2 separate regions of the Gossypium hirsutum genome follow, and region 2 is linked to region 1. The links are chromatin contacts, called in public Hi-C maps. All regions are on one chromosome and are shown on one strand. The core of a region is the stretch at or near the end of the contact, and the rest is flanking DNA. Distances in the headings are between cores, read along the strand shown.

Region 1 (2,876 bases), core at 220-2,719:
TGTCAATTTAAAATTTTATAAATTATAAAGAGACCTAAAATAAAATAAAAAAATCATTTTAGGGTGAATCGGGATCTCTGCCAGTCGCCGGCTTCACCACTGTGCATAAGGATATTTATTTATTTATTTATTATGTTTTAATATGAGTTAGTAATAAATTAATTTCAATAGATTATTTTTGGTAACTCTCATGATTTGTTTTAAAAAATGAGAAGAAAATATTTTAAAAATCTTATTTTTTATTAATGTTTTTATTTATCTTTCTAATTTCAAGTTTAAATTTATATAAATTATTTTTTATTTAATGTCTAATTATATAATACATATTATGACACAGTTTTAATCATTTCTCTAATGCCAAAAGGAGACAAAATTTCACATCTTTTTATGATAATATTAGTTAGAATCTTGAAATTAATATTATAAATAGGGTAATTACAAATCTTGGCATACGAAATAAAAGATAGATAACTATGATTTTAAGTCAGATTTGATAAACCCCATCACTTTCATCTAAATTTTAGAGATTTGAAGTCTGTTTATTTCTTGACAAGTTGTTCAAAGGTTTGCTCAACAAATCAATTTATATCACAATTTTTTTTTTAAACAGTTAGCTGTTAAACAAGCATCTCTGGGGAGCACTTTTTGTTGATTAAACCGCTGAAGAAGGAAGGAAAAATTTAGAAAGCTTTGATCTGTTTTTCTATAGAAACCATGTTATATAACCTTTAAGTTTTCTAGAGTATTTGTATTTGTTCGTATACAAATATTCAAATATAAGTATAATGTAATATTATTTAAATAAATTAAAATTTTTTAAAACAATTGCATATACTTATCGAACTAATCTTTCAGCATTAACATATACAACCTAAGAGAACCAGGCTGCTTTATTCAAAACCTATCCATTGTCATTGATATAATTCAGTCAATGTGCTAGCCTTCACCAAGAAGCATAGAGCAAATATATAGTCTATAAGTTATATTAGACGTCTCCCAATGCTAGTCTTTATCTAGCCTAAGTTTACTGGCACCTTAATTGAAAGCTTCAACTTAATGGAAAAAGGGGAAATGAATGCAACAAAAATATAATATTCAAGTCTCATATTTACTCCATTTCTGATTCTCTTGGACACAAGACATATTTATATGGATATCAGACTTAAGTCTCTGAGGCAAACTGATAATATTAAAGAAAAAATCTGCAAGAAGCATTGGTTCACGTTTCTTGCTTAAAAATCTTATCTACAATACATTTTCTTCATGTTCTTGTCAATTAAATTAGCTTAACTTTTCAAATGTTCCACCCATTTTGACGACTTCATCATGTTTCTATCTAAATTATTTTTGAAATTACATTTGTATTATTTATTGAAAAAGCTTTCAAAGGGGAGGCTATTGAAGCCTTGACGGATCAGGGTCAAGAAGATTTAATTACTATGGGCTCAGTATTGGTATTGGATCAGAATAAAGGGCTAGAAACACAAATAGTTGAGGGCAATGAAATGGACTTAAATGAGAAAGAAATGCAGATTCCAATCAATGAAGGGAACCCAAAGTTAAATCAAAATTCAACATTTTTATAAGAAATAGAGGAACCAAGGGATCGGGTTGCAGCATCTGAACTTGAAGAGGAACTTTTCCAAATAAGACAAAACAAAAGAAATAAGAAAGTGTTGAATGAGAGAATTAGATTTATGCAGAAGATTCAGGATACAGTGCTCACAACAAAAGAAAAGCTGAAGAGAGATAGGGGAATGAGAAAATTAAAGGGAAATGGGGATTCCAGGAACGACGAAAGCATAGCAAACCTATCGTTATCGGACTCAGACATCAGTAACAGAAGAAAAGTCATTGTTAAAGAAGCGAAGAAGACGTGGGAGGTGGGGAAAAAATTGGGGTTTAGTGTCCAAGGCGATGAGGAGATAGTAATCGAAGAGATAATGAGGATTGAAGGGCAGCAATAGGGAGCTATCAAAGACAGAGGGAGGAGGAATTCAGGATAATTGGTGAGTGGCTGGTTTACTGGATTTTACTTTATTTAATTAGTTCGATTGGAAATATGAGATTTGTCTCCTGGAATATCAAAGGGTTGGGGCCTGTAGCTAAAATAGAAGCTGTCAATAGATTAGTGAGAAAGACTATGGCAAATGTCTGCTTCCTTCAAGAAACTAAGTTAGAAATGGTGTCAATGGATTTAGTTAGAAAATTTTGGGGCGATGACTATTTTGAATTTAAATTTGCAGCTGCAATAGAAAGGTAAGGAGGATTGATAACAATATGGGATAAAGGTATGTTTACAACCAATATGGAGTTTAGTGGGAACAAATTTATTGTAATTGAAGGAAAGTAGGTGTGTGAAAGGATGAAGGCAGTATTGATTAATGTATATGCTCCTAACAATCTGTCAGATCAAAAAATTCTTTGGGAAGATCTATATGGGTTTAGAAGTAAATTTAGTAATGCATGGATAGTAGGTGGGGATTTTAACATGGTGAGAAATAGAAGTGAACGAATCATCTGTTCGGGCATAAAGAAGGGGTCAAAGGAGTTTGGTGACTTTATTGATAGATGTAAATTGGAAGATTTGCCGTTATTGGGGAAAAAGTTCACATGGATTGGTCCGGACAATAGACGTAGTAGACTTGATAGATTTTTACTAGAGGAAGAATGGTTGGTTCAATTGAAAGACTTACAACAGCAAGGACTAAACAGAACGATATCGGATCACATACTAGTTTTGTTGGTAAATGAAACAATCGACTGAGGACCAAGACCTTTCAAGTTAGTTAATGCATGGTTTAAAAAGCAAGATTGTAGGAGACTAATTGAGAATGAATGGTCGGGAATGGGTAGTTTAAAAGGGCAAATGGCAG
Region 2 (2,876 bases), core at 99-2,598, 79 kb before region 1:
CGTTACATGAAAACCCTTGTAGGTCTAAATTAGAAATTAATTCTACAAGGATGTGGGACACGGGCATGTCCTAGGGTGCTTAGGCCGTGCGAGCCACACAGGCAATCAACACAACCATCTTGAAATGGTCACACGGGCATGTTATCCTTCCACACAGGCGTATGCCCTGTTTTAAAAGCAAATTTCCTAATGTTGGTTTAAGGACCCGAAATGGTTTCGAATAGTTTTCAATGATCAATTTGAGGCTCTTAGGCCCATAATAAGATGATTAAAGTAGAAATTGAAAAGTTTTAATTTGGACTGAGTCTCGGTAATTTAAGATGGGTTGTATGCATGAGATCAAGTTAGGTAATGCCTTGTACCTAGCCCCGACGTGGGTTACGGGTAAAGGGTGTTACAGGACTTCATTTGAAGATTCTGCATGTGATCAAGTTATCATATATGATGAGATCCAATTTCTATAGAAGTCCAATAAATGAAAAAAATGCTTATTTAATGCCATATAGAAGTCTAATTGAAGCACAATTACAAGAGCATATATCGTTCACACTAGTTAGAGATTTGCAAGACAAAAATGCCTATTTAAAGAAGGCTTGTTTACTTGATTATGTACAAGTTGTAGAGAGCTCAAATCTACTTCATCTTAGAAACTTATTTTCAATGTAAATACATTGTAATCAAACTATTATGAGGTTTAACTTGTAGCTAAGTTTTCTAAGAGAAATACTTAGTGGGGAGAGTGATCTTTGTTAATGTATAAGAATGAAGTTACAGCTTGATAAATGAGTTGAACTTAAATCACGTATTATTTTGTTGATATATAATGAATTACTCTTTAAATAATACCTCATAAATATAAAACAAATTCTCAAACTGAATAATCAATCGTGTCTACTTTTAATATTTCAATTGTTGATTCAATTACAACTTAATTAATAATTGAGAACCAACTCAACCCTTTTCCTAATCAAATGATTACGGTAATATTTTTGTAACACTCTTCTTATACATATGTGTGTGTGGGCTTCTTTACCAAATTGCCTACAACTTTAACATTTAACCTTCAATAAATCTAAAAGCAGCTGGAATTATTAAAATACTTTGTTTTTATTGAAATTCAACTTTAGTAGCTAATTAATACATCTTAAAAAATGGGTCAAAATTTTAAAGAAGTCACATCACAGTGAGTAATGTAATGTAAGAAAATTTTGAGAGAGACTTGAAATATTAGATCTGACCCCACACCATTTACTGTACCCTTTTGCTTTCTTAATTGTGAGGACCCAAAAATCCTTCGAAATCTCCATTTTGGCCATACATAAATGGGACAATTTTTGGATGCCCTATGAATCAAGTAAGGCAAAGCTTCGTAGTGAAGTAATGTTAACTAAAGTTGGGTTTTAAATTCTTCATTGCAAATGTTACTTTAGCATATACTCTGACCATCCCATTTATTTGGCGTACCTTTCTTCTCTGCCCATCTCTTCATTTACAAACACAAGCTTCCTCCTCTCTCACTCTTACACAAGTTTATCATATCTTGTGTAAGTAAGAGTGCTGTTAAAACAGAACCCAACTTAAATTTCTTCTTCTTTTTTTTTCTCATTTAATTTCACTATATTGTACCCAATGGGGAGATCACCTTGCTGTGACAAAGTGGGGTTGAAGAAAGGACCATGGACACCAGAAGAAGATCAGAAACTCTTAGCTTACATTGAAGAACATGGTCATGGAAGCTGGCGTGCCTTGCCGGCCAAAGCCGGTGACTAAACCCTAGCCTTACTTTTCTTGCTTACTTCATTCTCATTCCTCTCTCGTTCTCAAATTTTCTTCTTTTACTTTCTGTTTAGGTCTTCAAAGATGTGGAAAGAGCTGCAGGCTTAGATGGACTAATTATCTCAGACCTGATATTAAGAGAGGAAAGTTTAGCATGCAAGAAGAGCAAACTATCATTCAACTTCATGCCCTTTTAGGGAACAGGTCAAGAAAATTTCATCACAATGTTGCTTAGTCAGAAATGATAGTTTTTTTTTTCTTTTCTTTTTCCATCAAGACCCTTGAATATATATTTCAGAGTTTTTGTCCGTTATCACTTTAAAAACATAGCTTGTTTTCTGAACTTGGGTGTTCTCAATTTCTCAACCTATTTTTCCATATTTGGTTGTCAAGTTTAAGTTAAAAATCTCGTTGGATTCAGCTGTATATATATTTGTATATAATGGCCGGACACAGTTACTTAGACGTTGAACTGCTGCCAGTCTACCCTATCACCTATAAAACCCTTCTTTATTTATAGTATGGTATCTTTAAAAGACTAATGGGTTTTATTTAACTCGCAAATCAGTTTTTTGTTTTCATTTTTCTTCCGTCATTTTCTTGTCTATCTGATCAATGGTTTTGTTTTTTTTATCTTTTAGATGATTGAAACATCGAAAGAAACTGTTTTGTGGGCAGTTGACGGTTTCTTTTATCTTGGTTTTGGATAAAGGGTTGTATTTTCTTGTGTCTGCAGGTGGTCGGCTATAGCCACTCACTTGCCAAAGCGAACAGATAATGAGATAAAAAACTACTGGAATACTCATCTTAAGAAAAGGTTAGCCAAATTGGGGATTGATCCGATCACTCACAAGCCAAAATCTGATGCTTTACTCTCCATTGATTCTCAATCCAAGAGTGCAGCAAACCTTAGCCATATGGCTCAGTGGGAAAGTGCTAGGCTTGAAGCTGAAGCTAGATTGGTTCGAGAATCAAAGCTACGTTCACATTCACATTCATTTCAACACCGCCTGACTCGTCCACCAACAGCAGCTTTTGCTTCTTCAGCCGGTGAGCTTGTGAATAAGACAGCTTGGAACAGTACTGCCGGGTGGAGTAAA

Evidence for each region. A called contact is a pair of places that touch in the nucleus more often than the background predicts.
Region 2: a Hi-C map of leaf shows a contact between it and region 1, with 3 times the contacts expected there. The contact joins the promoter of LOC107896884 here to the enhancer-like site in region 1. A contact is called at or near these places in 10 of 34 Hi-C or Micro-C datasets (anther, hypocotyl, leaf and 2 more).

What each region holds. Positions count from the first base shown.
Region 1 is chrA10:89,452,559-89,455,434 of Gossypium_hirsutum_v2.1, reverse strand. No RefSeq gene overlaps it. Among protein-coding and RNA genes, the nearest start is that of LOC121208361, 5.0 kb to the left of the region's middle. Within about 2 kb of position 1,469, at least 5 of the 9 cell types and tissues checked have an H3K27ac peak or open chromatin away from gene starts, as enhancers often do. A contact at or near this core is called in leaf, where this site is marked.
Region 2 is chrA10:89,531,738-89,534,613 of Gossypium_hirsutum_v2.1, reverse strand. It overlaps LOC107896884 (transcription factor MYB16), which reads left to right and starts at 1,348. Exons shown (of 3, transcript XM_016822182.2): 1 at 1,348-1,762; 2 at 1,851-1,980; 3 at 2,513-2,876. The coding sequence starts at 1,630.